Linked DNA regions of Macaca mulatta: regions 2 and 3 are each linked to region 1. A link is a contact called in public Hi-C data. All regions are on one chromosome and are shown on one strand. The core of a region is the stretch at or near the end of the contact, and the rest is flanking DNA. Distances in the headings are between cores, read along the strand shown. Region 1 holds the start of SOX11 (SRY-box transcription factor 11). Region 2 has its middle 390 kb from the start of SOX11. Region 3 has its middle 300 kb from the start of SOX11.

Region 1 (5,047 bases), core at 811-3,310:
ATCACGAATTTCAGGAAAAAGAAATAGTAATTACAAAAACACATTTTTTGGGAAAAAAATCACAACTCCAGACTAGGTATGCAACTACCTTGAGACACGATAAAGGAAGGGAGGGGGGACAAATAAAGGACAGGAAAAATGTTTAAAAACTACTCATTTCACTTTAACTCCACCAAAATTTTCATCATGTTTTCCAATTTCTTTGCGTCACGACATCTTATCAATATCATCAGCATCTTCTCTCCCCTCCACCCTACCACCGCCACCATCAACACCACCATCATCATCATCATTATCATCATCATCATCATCATCATCATCATCACCACTACAACTTCCTCCCAAGGAACCCAGCTCTGCACCCGCCGAGAGAAAGAGCGAGCAGCGGGCGCCCCTTTCAATACGTGAACACCAGGTCGGAGAAGTTCGCCTCCAGCCAGTCCCCCGCGATCATCTCGCTCAGCTCCGGCGTGCAGTAGTCGGGGAACTCGAAGTGGGAGCCTAGGCTGCCCTCGCTGAACGAATCCAAATCCTTATCCACCAGCGACAGGGACAGGTTCCCGGCCGCCGCGCCGCCCCCCAGCTGCTGCTCGCTGGCGCTGTGCGCGCTTTGGGAGAAATTCAAGCTCAGGTCGAACATCAGGTCGTCGGCGTCCTCGCCGCTGCTGCCGCTGCTGCTGCCGCTGCTGCTGGACGAGGAGGTGGACACGGAGCGCGAGGACCCGGGCGACAGCGCGGGCTGCGCGAGCGGCGGCGGGTGCTGCTTGGTGATGTTCTTGAAGCTGTAGTAGAGGCGGCTGCCGCCCCCGGCGCCCGAGGTCGCGCCGGCCCGCACCTCGTCGTAGAGGCTTGCGCCCTCGGGAGACTCCGCGGAGCTGCTCAGCGTGGGGCTGGCGGGCACTTTGGCGACGTTGTAGCGTCTCAGCAGCTGCGACGGCTGCTGCCCCGGCGGCTGCAGGAGCTGCTGGTGCGGCGGCTCCTCGTCCTCCTCGTCCGGCTCCTGCTTGATCTGCAGCTGCAGCTCGTCGTCGTCGTCGTCGTCGTCGTCGTCCTCATCCAGAAACACGCACTTGACCGTCTTGCCCGCGCCGCCGCCGCCCGCGCCGCTCACGCGCAGGCTGCCCAGCACGTAGTCGTCGCCCGCGCCCCCGTAGTCCCCGGCCTGGGCCGCCTTGCCCGCGCCAGCCTTGGCGCCGGCGGCCGCGGGGGCCTTGAGCTTGCCGCATTTCTTGCTGGAGCCCTTGGAGGTCTTGGCACCGCCCGCGCCGCCGCTCGCGCTCCCGCCGCCGCCGCCGGCCGCGCTCTTCTCCGGGCTCTGGCTGGCGCTGGGCTTGGCCGAGGGGTCCATTTTGGGCTTTTTCCGGGGCCGGTACTTGTAGTCGGGGTAGTCGGCCATGTGCTTGAGTCGCAGCCGCTCCGCCTCCCGGATGAACGGGATCTTCTCGCTGTCCTTCAGCATTTTCCAGCGCTTGCCCAGCCTCTTGGAGATCTCGGCGTTGTGCATGTCTGGAGACTGCTCCATGATCTTCCTGCGTTCGATCTTGGACCACACCATGAAAGCGTTCATCGGCCGCTTGATGTGGCCCGACGCCGTCTTGCACCAGTCTGGGTCGCTCTCGTCCAGGGCCACCGGGCTGCAAGCCATGAATTCGCCCTCCTCCGTGTCCAGCGCCTCCCGGGGCAGGTTGCTCTCCGCTTCCAAGCTCTCCGCCTGCTGCACCATGATCCGCTGCGGGGCTGGACGCTCCAACCCGGGCCACTGGGTCTCGTGCGGAGGTCCCCCTCCCCCTCCCACCCCTCCACCTTCCTGGGCAAGTTGCAAAGTCCTCGGCACCCTGCTTTCGCGGCTCCCCCCCTCCCCCCCGCCCCCCCTTCCAGGCTGCACACAGCGGCTGCGGTGGCTTCGGCGGCGACGGCCGCCGGCGCGCTGGGAGCTGCGGTCGCGACAGGAGAGGCGGTGGCGACGGCGGTCGAGGCAGCCCGGGACCCCTCTCTCCGGCTCGTGGCTCCCACCGCAAGAGCCGGACCCCGAGCTCTCCCAGGCGCGCGCGCTCCTTCTGCAAAAAGTTGAGGTCTCTCTCTCAACTAGTTATCACGGTGTCATATGGGTGACATCACTCCCCCGGCTAGCCAATGGCTGGGGGCCGGCTCCGCCCATCTCCCTTTATTAACTCGGAGGCCCCGCCCCTCCACCCCGCCCTCCGGGCTGCTTTTGCAAAGATGGGGGTGGGGGGGAGAGGAGGCATGTCTAGAAATATGTTATTTTTAAAAAATCCGCGTGTGTGCACAGATGCGCCTCTCCCCGGGATGCTCGGAAGCGGCGCGCGGCACCACGGGGAGCGTGCGGCCAGGGGCGAACCGGGCTGGTCCGGGCGCCGGCGCGAACCGAGGACTGGGTCCCGGGAGAGGCCCCGCGCGCCTTTGTGCCCAGTCCCCGGGAGGCCCGACGGCGACAGCGGACGGCGCGCGCTCACTCCCCGTGTGCACACACTCGGGAACGCGCCCAGCCTGAGACTGCGGCCTCTGCCCGGCTCGGAGTCCGCCGCGCCCGGCCTGCCCCGGGGTGGGCGCAGCTGCTCCCCGGCGAGTCCCCCGCGGGGCTCGGCCGCTCCCCGGCGTCCCGGCCCCGAGCCCGCCCGGTAGCCCCGCGGCGGCCCTGGCCGACGGAAGGTGGCGCTTGAAGACAACAACCTTCCCGGCACGTGGGTTCTGCTCTCCTTTTCCCTTTCTCCCTTTTTGTAAGGCAAAGAAATCAATTTAAAGCTCGAGAGGCGGTGAGCTCCCTCCCCCGTTTGCATTTTTCTGTTTTGTCCTTTTTCTCCGTCTGTTTTCCCTCCTCGGTGGTGTTTGGGGACGCGGCTGTGCGGGTTGGGTTGCGCCGCGCCCCCGCGAGCCCCGCCCCGGGCGGGGGCCGGAGTAACGGTCTGCGGGGCCCTCGGGTTCAAGCTGGCCACTCCCAGGGCTGGCTCCGGAGCGGGGTCTGGGTCCCGCAGGCTCCGGCACGCCCGCGCCCCGCCCGGCGTCCCCGCGAGGGGCCCGGCGCCCTCCTTCCCTTCTCCCTCTGCTCCCCGCTCCTCCTCTCCCCGCCCCCTCCTCCCCTCCTCTCCCCGCCCCTCCGCCGCTCCTTTCTCCTTCCCAGGCCTCCTCTTCCTCTTTGTCCTTCCCCCATCCTCGGTCGCCAGCGCTTCTCCGGCAGCCTCGTCCTGAAATCGTGCGATTGTGAGCTAGAAGCCGTCTGGGTCACTCACAAACCAAAGAGAAAAATAAGGTGCACTCGAGTTTCCAGTCTAAATATCTCCCCTGGAGGTGGAAAGGTGCGCTGGCGGCCGGGGAGCCGCGACCGGGGGCGCGCTGGGCCCCACAGAGCAGCCGCGGACCCCGGCGATCGCGCCGTGTTCGTCTCCTTTGTGTTTCTTTATTGAGTCCCTGCTACCTCTACGGATATTCGGGGGGCAATTAAAGAAAACCGCCGCTTCCTAGGTATTGTCTGTCGCCATCCTCGCCTTCTCCACACCCCCCAGCGCTGGGTATCTGGGAACTTTGAGCAGTTCTTAAGACACTGCCCGGATCCCTTCACCAGATAAATCAGCCGTGTAGGACTGGGAAAACTATCCAAATTTTCTTCCTTTCAGGTGCCCTCCTGCAAGTAATACTACATTCCTTAAGTATTGGATCTTCTCTGAGGACCCTAATATCATAAAATAATACCATGTTTTCATTATTTGAAAAAATTACCGCCATCGCGATAACTCATTCCCGCCCCCGTCCCCCACTTCCCCTACTCTTTATCCTAAAGAAAGACACTGCATTCAATACTTGGAATATTCAGACCAATTTAAATCTTGGTAATGCTGGCAATTTATTCTTTTCAGGGCCATAGGAATCAAAAGAATTTACAGTCATTCATACTGGGTGACTTAAAGTCTGGAGATGTCTAAAATCCAAGGCAGTGTGTGAAAATTCATCTTCACTCCCGCACGGCGAGCACTAGGTCTTGTTTTTCTCTTACCTCACACGTTTTTCAGCTATTGGGAACACCACGGGAGGGAGGGTGGGGTGGAGCACAAGGTGAATCTACACCCACCTCCCCACAACTGCGGGGCAAATCCACACTCTAAAAGGGATTGAAATGTTTCAGCTCAGCTTCATTATTTGCTTGCAAAGTGTGAGGGCACCTACCATTTTGGCCTCGGAAAGAGAATGCATTCGAAAATCTTTGGCAAATTCCATATTTATTTGCTATCTTTATGCTATAGCAAAAATCATGCTTAGCTTTAAAATGAGAATGATCTGAATAGAGTGGGAGTGAAAATAAAAGATTTTATTCTCATAGTGCTGCGATCTTTTTAGAGGAAATAAAAGTTAAAATCTGCTCTTTCGAACAAGAAACGTAATTTCTGTTCAAGGCAACATGAGCCATTTGTTGAAGAAGATAAAGCAAAGATTGGGGTTGCTAAAGCAGGCACTGAAGGCGGCACAGGCGGGTACTACAGCTGAATCCCCCTGTGATATAGGAGAGGCCAGGCAATTTTCACAAAAGATTAACTAGATTGCTATTTTGTAGCATGGACTCACCCCACATATTTAATGTTGTTAGACTTAGTCGAGCGAGGAATGAAAAAAATAATAATCTGTATACTTTATTTTTTGCTCCCTAAGGGAAAATTTTTAAGTAAATATAACATTTTAAAAAAATATGGGAACACGTCTGAGAGTATACATGCTTCTTACAGGAATAATATTCTGAAAACAGGTGTTTGCCACGTTAACAGTAACCAACTATTTAGAGGAATTTTAGGCTACCAAATAGAAAATATGGCCTTTAATAATGCACCTCTTGAAAATCAAATTTAGTAAAGTGGAAATATGTCTACTGCTTTTTAAACCACTGAATGTATATCATAACTAGGATCATTTGTTATCTTTTTAGAGCCAATATTCACTTCATTGTTGTGTGTCTATCTGTCTATGTACTTATTTATAAGCAAGAAATGTAGTTTGTTTATTAACCATAAACATGTTGGATACATAATGTTCAGAGTCTTAA
Region 2 (5,047 bases), core at 1,892-4,391, 390 kb before region 1:
AAATTATACTCAATAAATGTTAAGGATAAAAGTACACTTGCTGTTACATAGTTCACAAAATATTTTCACATTTATGAAAATAATTGAGAATGATTCATAGTTCTTTGAAATCTCTTAAAAAGAAACTAAAATGATGCTACTAAAAGGCCCAGTCCTCACTGGGTGCTGTCCATCTCTCCAGCATCGCCTGCTGTTGCATTATTGCTTTTCATATCTGTCTTTCCCAATAGCTACATTGGGAAATAGCTAATAAATTTATATTAAAGTAACCTGTATCCTGTGCATTTAGTATGATTCCTGTACACAGCAAGTGCTCAGTAAATGCTGAATGACTGAAATCTTATGAATAAATATTTACATAATAGAATTGCATAATTGGATAGAATTGGATAGATGCAGGTACATATCTAATGTCTATGCTGACTCAATTGGATGAAAGAATATGGTTCCAAGAGGATGCCCTTTATGAAAAGATGTCAAAGAAGGAAAGATAAAACTATGAGCTTCAATTAATATAAAGTAACTCTTGCAGCATTATTGATAATCATGGGAACAGCCTGAGAGTTCATCAATAGGTTAATGGATAAAGAGATGGCCTATATATGTGCAGTGACATACTATTCAGTCTCACAAAGATGGAGGCCATACCAGTTGAGACAACAGAGACAAACCTGGCAGACATTATGGTAAGCAAAATAAGCCAGGCACAGAAAGAAAAACACTGCATGATGTTACTTACGTGTGCAATAATAAAAAAAAAGTAATAAATAGAAACAGAGAGTAGAGCAGTGGTTACCGGCGTAAGGAGGGGAGGAAACGGGGATATGGAGATCACAGAGGACAAACCTGCAGCTGTGCAGGATGAATCAGTCTGGAGATCTACACACAGCGTGGGGACTATGGGTCATAATACTCTATTAGATACTGAAGATTTGCCAAGAGAGTAGATGTTGGGTGTTTTCACTGTGTGCGTGCACACCCACACTCCCCTCCACACACCGTGTCTTCATGAGGTGACTGATATGTTAATTTACTTAATTGTAGTAATCACTTTTTATGCATACGGAATCTAAACATCATGTTGTATACCTTAAATATATACAATAATACAGGGGCAAATACCAATAAATTTAAAAGGACAAATTAATGATTAATGCTCTGAATCCCCATTTCAGAACCAAAAACCTCTGCCCAGTGCCATCAGGTGTGGCTGGTTGGCACAGGGAGTAGAAACAGTGGTGCGACTTCCCATTGAGAGCCTGTGCACTGCTGAGGGTGGATAATTAAAAAATAAAATAAAATCAAGACATGGGAGACTATTGCAACACGGGAATTATTTCTATTTGTTACTGGGACTGAGATCCAGGAATTGTGTGATCTCTGCCTGTCAGTCAGTCAGGAGCACTTCCTGGAGGCCTGCTGCGTGGGGAACACTCGATTAGCTACTGTCAATTGGCTCGTTTACATATTTATCAGAAACTGAGAGTATCATGCCCCTTTCTATTTGTAAGACAAATAAATCATTTACTTCACAGCCTCACAGAGACACTACTTCAAACCCCGAATATGGGAAGCCGTTGTGTATTTATTAGATAAATATTCTGTATTGGGACAGAATATGGAAGAACAAGTGATTGTTCTGCCCAAATGCCCTATAAGGTGAATTTCCATGAAGCAACTGGAGAAAATAAAACACAAGACAGAGTTGAGTGGCTGGTTGTTTGACACGGATAAGTGCGTTTTATATTTAGAGAGGGGGAAAGGCCTCTACTGTACAGGCAGGGGAAGCAGAGAGATTTGTGCGGAGAGGAGGGACTGAGCAAACCTTCTTGTGCTCTCCCTACATGCCTGGTCTCGTGCTAGACAATTTGCATCTGTGAGTTAATTGAATATTTGATATAATAATGCAGTATATCTTGTGAGATGAATATACCATTTTTAGAGGAAATAAACCCAGGGGTCAGAGGTTTAAATAAATTTTCTATCATTATTTAGCTAGCAGGAAGCAGTAGCAGCATTTGAATGTGGATCTGTCTATTTTCAACTGGGTGACAATTTTCAATTTGCTGACTAAACAGCCATTAGAATGAAAAACAGGACCACATATCTAGGGAAGCTTGGAAAACACAAAATACATAAATAAATCAAAATTAGCAGGAAGATAAATTATAGTAGTGGCTGGGTTTGAGCAGTGTTACAATGAGATTCCATAAGAAGGGAAGGCATCTGTCGAGAGGTGGCCTAGGACTCCAGACTGAAAAATATTGGATTGGATTTTATAAGCATTAGGAAACTGGAAGTTCCTAATCCAGAGGAATAATAAACTGACCCAGTCAAAGCAATCAGAATTAGTTGAATCAGCACAAGTGGATTGATTCTGTATATAATCGAGGGAAAATAAAACTATTTAAGCCATCAGCTAAGTGTGTTCCACTATAAGTTACATAAGCCTAATTGGAAAAGATCATCGGTGTCACTGGTTTATGGTTCCTCCTATAGCGTCCTGATAATAGGAGTTTCACTTTCTCTTTTCCTGGAATGAGGGATTTAATCTTTGATGGGAAAGATCCAGAAGACCTTTGACTCCTAATTTAAATAGCCCCAAATTGGCGGCCATTCATTGTTGGTGGATGTAGCTGCCTTCACAATGGGGCATTTCACAGTCGCTCTCAATAGGGAATTCAGCTTTCTCAGGTCGGGAGAGGATGAATCAGATTGCACACTGCTCAGCAGGCTGAGCGCAGCATCGTGCCCCAGCTGTCATCCTAAAGAAGACTGGGGTTAGGTACCAATATGCACCAGGAGAGCGAGTTCTCCATTAGCCAGATGGAACTTCAAGCTGTTGCCAGAACTTGCTGTCTTCAACTTACACTGTGAAATGAAGCACTGAGAGACAAAGGAATATGGAGCATCCACACGGCCCTGGAGAGTCCAGCAGACCAACTCGATATTGATGTGACTCCCTCCTCCAAGACACAATAAGCTTCTACCCAGTGGTCTGTGAGGCCACCGCTGGCCATGGTTATCACATTCTGGCCTCCCTTGATTTCATCTGAACGATTTCTGAGTGGGTTTGCAAGGCAGATTCCCAGCTCTGAGACCCTGGATTGCAGCCAGGGCCATTGAAGCGGCACACCCTGGATCTGGCATTCTTCGCACATTGACAGCAATAGGAGGCAGGAGCAGCTTCTATATGGAATACGGAACCAGGCACCTCTGCCGGCAAGGGTGGGAGAGAAGGCACCGGGACCTGTGATGTGGAGAGCGGGAAGGGGCTTCTGGCTTCTGGGCAACACCAGGGCAGCAAGCCCTGGCCTGGCGGGGCCTCCCCAAGGCAGGGCGGCTCGTGGAGTGGCTGCTCATTCCACCTTCCTGGAGCTCAGGGAGCTTGGACCCAGATGGTGCTGCATGAGCAACCTCACTCTCTCCCGCAGGACCCAGGAGGAAGACGGAGAGGTCTTTTAGACTCCCTTGTACAAATTAAAAATTAGTCTTAGGATGATGAAGGCCGAGCTCTAGAGTAGCTATTGCGCACCCAGGTCACATTCTCTTCTACTGTCTCTTTAGCTCTCTCTTTTCTTCCTGTGTCCAACTCCCTCACTCTGGGAATGTGTCCTTATCTTTCTTCTTTACCCACTCATATTTTCCCTAATTTTCGGTTCAACTCCCATTCTTCAGCTCCTATCAGTATGGCTCACAATTGTAATTTCAATCTTCTGTTTTTCTTTTGTATTTTTGACATATTTCAGACTCTTCAAAAACTGGCAAGAATACTGCAGAATTCTTGGATACTCTGTACCCAGATTACTCAAATGTTAGCATGTTACCACAATTGTCCTGTCACTCTGGCCTCTCTGTCTCTTTCTTTGTTTTTCTCCCTCATATACATACGCACACCAACTGATGTAATTTTTTTTCTAAACTATGTTAAAGTTGCAAACAGTTCATTTACTTCTAATAATCCAGGGTAAGTTTTCAAAAACAGAAATTATTTTTATATGTACTGTACAATTATCAAAATTAGAAAAGGAATGATACTAGTGCATTACATAATCAACAGAACTTATTCGAATTTCACCCACTAAAGAGTATAGGCCAGTTATTTTTTAGAATCTCTCTCAGTTTGCATTAGTCTAATGTTTCCTTATAATTGCTCAGAATACTCATTTTTGGGCAGGAATACAACAGAGGTGATGCTGAGTTTCCCGGTGCAGGCGATCAGAAGCCACATGCTGTCAATTAGTCTCCTCATGGGCAATTATAACTTCAGTCTTAACTTCCTTTGACTGAGAGCTCCAGACCCACAGGCCTAGGTGACAACTGAAAAGCTGTCACTCAAACCCCATATCCTCAGAGTGGCATTACTTGACAACCCAATGGAAGGGAGTCTCCGATTCCCATGGCACAGAGAATCACTATGATGGTAACATACTTCACCTTTTGATAGTACTCATCTCTACCTGAAGTTCTCCATTTATTTATTCTGTGTCGGAGAACATGATGTCTGCTCACTCTGTATCCTGAGCGCCCAGACAACGAATCATTCATAGCAGGTGTTCAATACATCATCTTGGAGTGGGAGTCCCTTGACTACCTCAGCCTAGATGCGACTGAATCCACCAGTTCTTCCTCCTGCTTTCAGGTCTGCTTCGGTTCCTTCTTCCCTGCAGTCAGTGCCTCTCAACACAGGTTTACTATCATTCTAGGAACATGGCATAAAATTTCACACCACCCCTGAGCCTTAAGTTATTCTGGCTGCCTGGAGCAATATTTCCCATTTAACTGCTTGGCAAAGTCCCACACACTTTTCAAGTTATAGTGCAAATGTCACTTCTTCTGTGAAGTCAGCCCTAACTCCACAAGGGAGAATTAATGTCTCTCATCTGTGATCCCATAACAGTTTATACATAATTAGAGTGTAGCATGTCGCCCATAACATACCGTTTAATCGCCAGGTTTCTTCTGAGTTCCTTAAGGTCAGGATTATTGTACATCTCCAACTCCAGCAACAGAAAATAAACTTTTTTTTTCTTTTTGCTAATAAAAG
Region 3 (5,047 bases), core at 1,640-4,139, 300 kb before region 1:
GCATTTTATGACCTTTTTATGCTTAATTCAAAAGAATGTACTTGCTTTAAATAAATATTAAGCACATGAAATACATTGATATATACACAAAAGACTGTGTATAATTCTTACGTATTAAGCTCCTATTGTGTGCTATGTGTTTTTTTTATTTTCCTGCATAAACAGCATTCTCTACTACAACCCAGCAAGGTAGGCATTATCGCCCCTGTTCTGCAGCTAAAGAAGCCCTCACTAACAAGGATGAAATAGCAGAAAAGCTGGGAAAAGATCACCCACAAAGCAAATAAAGAAATGGGAAGGAACACCCAGATCTGCCTGGCTTCAAAGCCAGTGGTAGTAACTTCCCTAGTGTGAACGAGCTCATCCAGGGTTAGGGTTTATTTACGAACAAAAGAGAAATCCCTCCGAATCATTCCTATGGATTTTTCTTTCTCAATCTAAGGAGTGACAGGAAAAACTGTAAAGAATGGGACATGGACAAGCAGAATTGGCAAGTGTTCTTGAGTCAAGACCCCTCATGAAAAGGGTAAACCATTCACTCTGCCCAAATGTGATTCCTGTAGCCGGGTCTCAATCAGCACGTTTTCCACTGAAACGACGAGGAGGGGAGGGGCTCTTCCTGGGGTAGCTGTACACAGCCGTGGTGGCCAGCCTAATTCAAGGTGCACAGCATGGACACACACACTCTCACCCTGGCGACTCCCAAGCTGTTAGTTCAACCGTCCATTGAGTTTGACATCATAGATGGGGGTTGCAGGGTGCGCAAGGGAATAATCTGATTTGCAGAGAGGAAAAATTGTTTGTTTTGTGTATACTTCCTGTCTTTATTTTCACTATTCTTTTTCACTCAGCACTTCAATTTTCCACATATAAACAGAGTCTGTGGAAAGCGTTTATTATCTAACACTGTACTCTCTGAAATTCCCTCTATTATTCTATGGGGCCATGTTGATCAGGACCACCCCTGAATGTAAATGATGCCGTCAGAGGCCTTGCAGTCCTGGGGCCAGGGCTGCATTTTATATGTGCACATAAACACACAGGACGTCCTGCCTACAAACCATTTTGTCCCCAGGACTAAATATTTAAGTGTCCCCATGGTAATGATTACAGATAAGACTTTTACATTGTTGTGATTACAAAAGGGAGTATACATTTGCATCTGTTAATAATCACCAGTCTCATAAACAGCAATAACAACTTTGAATTTTTCTTACTTATTCATTTAACCTGTACTGAATGTCCGTTGTGTGCTTGTACTCACTGGATTTTTTACCATATTATTCTACCCTTACACATACATGTGTGATGTGTGATGTGTGATGTTCATTCTCCTTTGAGGATTTTGGCACTAAAAGCTTTCCTCTATTGGGAAAAATGTGAAAAGATGCCTTTCCATCCAGAGTCAACCCATTTGGAAATAGGAGCAAAGCTTCCACAGACTCCATTTTTTCTTTCTATCAAATATCCTTTGTGAGATAAAGCTCCAAGGATGGAAATTAGCCGCTTCTGTCCTGAGAATCTTCCCAACCCTATTCTTTCAAAGGGATTGTCCATAAGGCTCTGGGACCACCACAATGCGGACACGCACGGCTGGCTGACGGCCTTGCTTCAATAGAAAGCCTTTTAAAACATGCTCCCATGGTCCTGAAAAGGACTCTCTTCTTGGGGGCTTGGGCCCGGGGAAAGGCAGCCAGGGCTCCGGAACTGCTCAGCGCAGCTCAGGAACTGTTCTCCTCCAGATCTGAGAAGACTCCAAAGCACTAAAAATGAGGGGAATTTAAAAATCATGTTTGTTCAAGGGATGGGGGAAAGGAAAGGAACAGAAGACGGAGGCAGGGGAAGAAATTTATAGCAAAAAGGTTACCTCGGCTATTTCTCCACTCTGGGGGTCATCCTAGAAACGTCCCTCCTCCAGACGTGGGGGTGGTGCCAGTTGCCAATAATCCTCTCTTCCCGGAAAAAAAAAAAAAGCGGTTAGCAAATGTCAAGATAAAAAAGAAAATCAGCTGAACAAGGGAACAGCTAGGATGGGCTGCTCGATGGGCGCCAGCCACGGGAGCCCCAGGTGCAATCAACAGCTCTTTAAGACTGCAGGGCATCATTTCTCTGCTTTGAAAAACCCAGCCATCTCTTGGAGAGTCAGATCGATTAGAGGCCACCTTTTGTGAAAGTGATGCTATCATTGTGGTTGTAATTTATGCAAAGACATTCTGTGGCACACGATGATTAAATTATAGTATAGAAGGCAGGATTTCCATAGCGTGTTCCCCCCTCTGGATTTTGCACTTTTATCTACATTCGAATCAGGTCTGTGAAAATTTGGTGCACATGCTTTTCAATCTGTGTGACAGAACATTTCCACATGTTTCTGTGTATTTTTGAAGTGGAGAGAACGGTACCGCCACTTGGAGATCCAACTGAGCCTACGAGGCAAAGGCAATGCGATTCTTTTATAAAAAGAAAGAAAAGCAGACAGAAAGGGTTATTTCCTGAGACCTTTTAGGGGTGAAGCTGTGCAGGTAAAATAAAATCACAAAATAAATAAATAAAATGAATGGAAAAAATGAAAGCCTTGTGGCTTAGCTCCCTGAACGTTAGAGAGATCACCATACAGGGTTACATGTGCAGAAAGGAGACCCAAGGTTAAGATTTGCTTCTTACCTAGACAGCACCTCAGCCTCCTGCCTTGTGGCCGTGACTGGAAAGGAGCTTCCCCTGTCTCCACGTCAGCCACCATTTTAGTGTGGTCTCTGGATACGGTAAGATGGAGGCAGACACGGAGAAAGCCCGAGGGGCTCCCTCTGCTCGCTCGGCTGTGCCCCGCAGCCCCAGCGCGTCTCCCTAGGGGATGCGTTATTCACCATCCCCCTTCAGCTGAGTCAGGAGCTGCTGAGACAGGACAGCGCCGAGGCGAAAACGCAGACGATGACAAAGCCTGTGCTTTACCGACGGTCCCGGGGTATGGCAGGGAAAGGCAGCCCCCCTCCAAGGCATTGCAATGTGGGCTTTTAATGGGCTATGTGCTATCTGGAAATATTTAAGATGCAGCCACTATCCGTGTGGGGTTGATTCCTTCCTGGGCTAGCTGCCTTTTCCTCTCTCTCTCCAAATATATAGCCCTCATGACAAATCTGACACAGGGATCACAGGATGCTGCCGGCAGCTGGTGCAGGGTGGGGGGCTCTTGCAGGGACGGACAGGAGCCCGTGTGGCAGGGTGGCTTCTCCCTCCACCCCCTTCAGCCCGTCCAGCACCCTCCGTGCCTGCCCGCTGGATCCTTAACAAAGAAGAAACCTGCCTCCTTCAGCGCCTGAAGTCGGGGAAGGTGGAGGTTGAGCTGGGAAGAAATGGGGAGCAGGGTCCGGGCTCTTTCAGACCTTCCTGGAAGACCCAGGGAAAGAAGAGCCCCAGAGAGATTCGTGGGCACAGCAGGGCCCTGGGCTGCGCCTCCTGTCCATCATGTCAGGAGGAGGAGAAGGAGAGCACCAGGCGCGCGCACGGGTGTGTGTGTGTGTGTGTGTGTGTGTGTGTGTGTGTGTGTGTGTTGTGTGTGTTTAAAGAATGTTAATTCATACTGAGATCCTAGGGAATATTTCCCTAACTAGAACAGGCTTGGGAATAAATAACGTGCTTACATAGCTGGATCTCCCCTCCCCTTCCTTTCTCCCACTCACTAACACACACGTGTGCGCACACAGACACACCCACACACGTGCACACACGTTGGTAGTTACTAAAGCTAGCCTATGGGGCAAGGAAAAGCTGACCCTGAGAAATGCAATTTTCAATTCCCGCTGAAGCGCGCGCAAGGAGGCTGTGCCCGGCACTCCAGGAGGACCGCACACCTTAGGTGGGCCACAGACAGGCACATCCCATACGTGGACTCGGGCGAGGTGCCCTAATGCGGCAGCTGAGGAGCACTAGAGGGACCCAGGTGGAGCCATTTCCACCGGCCTGGAGTGTGCACTGCAGGTCTCCAGCCTTGGTGAGGATCACGGGTGTGCTGAGGTTTCCCATCCACCCGCGCCTCTGTCTACACACACAGAGTGCCTGGGAGCTGAGAAGCGTGTTTATTCTCCTCCTTTCCTCCCTCATAAATGACTGCTACCAGCACTTGGAGGAGAAGCTCAAGCTGGGCCTGAGTGAATAGAAGCCGAGCGGGCAGGCAGGGCTCACTGGCAAAGTCCAAGCCACCACCGCGTGTGTAAGTGATTTCCATGCTCTCATTCCTTAACCCTTTTTGAGATGATCCTTCTCTTCCCGAGTGCGCTTAGGGAAGGCAGGTGCAATCATCTGCTTTCCTGTCTCTTTCCTTGATCTGGCTCTATCAGAGAAAGAAAGAACTCTTAGGACACATCCAAGAGAAAAGATACCTGATCAAATTATTTCAGTGAAAGAAATCCAGTTATAAGATATAAATACATGCATTCAAATTATAATATAAACATGAACGTGTCTGTGTGGGTGTGCATCTGTAGAAAATACAAGACGAACACATATCAACACGGAAGCAGTAATACCTCTTGGGAGTGTGATAATTATATTTGATTTTTCATACTTTTTAATTTTTTCTCAAGCAAGATACAATGAGTTATTATTGCTTCTACAATCAGAAAACAATTAGCTTAAAGAAACAGACTATCTGAACAGTTACCATAAACATTAGCAAAGACACTGTTTTAAGTTCCGCTCAAGTACCCCAGTGTTCTTAGCAGGCTTTCTATCTTCTCATTGTATTTACTCCAGTTTTTATTTTAACTCAACCCAGTGTCTCTTCTGGGCTGTCAAGATACCTGTGTTATAAACTGCTAGCGATTCTCAGTGACTGCACTTTACTTATGTCTTATTATGTAGGAATAGATGACGCCAATATTTGGCTGGGCATGTGGTCATCAGAGAATGCAACGCTTTCCAGCACCTTTGCAATGGGTGTGGCTTAGTGACTAAGTCCCAGCCCATCAAATATGAGCAGAGGAGATGTGTGCAACTTTAGAGTTATCGGAAGGGGCAGGTCACCCAGACCTTTCCTTCTTCTCTTCTTTAT

Evidence for each region. A called contact is a pair of places that touch in the nucleus more often than the background predicts.
Region 2: a Hi-C map of fetal cortex germinal zone shows a contact between it and region 1, with 6 times the contacts expected there. The contact joins the enhancer-like site here to the promoter of SOX11 in region 1. A contact is called at or near these places in 2 of 14 Hi-C or Micro-C datasets (fetal cortex germinal zone and fetal cortical plate).
Region 3: a Hi-C map of fetal cortical plate shows a contact between it and region 1, with 2.5 times the contacts expected there. The contact joins the enhancer-like site here to the promoter of SOX11 in region 1. A contact is called at or near these places in 2 of 14 Hi-C or Micro-C datasets (fetal cortex germinal zone and fetal cortical plate).

The regions. Positions count from the first base shown.
Region 1 is chr13:119,133,001-119,138,047 of T2T-MMU8v2.0, forward strand. SOX11 (SRY-box transcription factor 11) reads right to left here and starts at 2,061. Exons shown (of 1, transcript XM_077960218.1): 1 at 140-2,061. The coding sequence starts at 1,723. The coding sequence ends at 398.
Region 2 is chr13:118,737,915-118,742,961 of T2T-MMU8v2.0, forward strand. No RefSeq gene overlaps it. Among named protein-coding and RNA genes, the nearest start is that of SOX11, 390 kb to the right of the region's middle. Within about 2 kb of position 3,142, at least 10 of the 40 cell types and tissues checked have an H3K27ac peak or open chromatin away from gene starts, as enhancers often do. A contact at or near this core is called in fetal cortex germinal zone, where this site is marked.
Region 3 is chr13:118,836,987-118,842,033 of T2T-MMU8v2.0, forward strand. No RefSeq gene overlaps it. Among named protein-coding and RNA genes, the nearest start is that of SOX11, 300 kb to the right of the region's middle. Within about 2 kb of position 2,890, at least 9 of the 40 cell types and tissues checked have an H3K27ac peak or open chromatin away from gene starts, as enhancers often do. A contact at or near this core is called in fetal cortical plate, where this site is marked.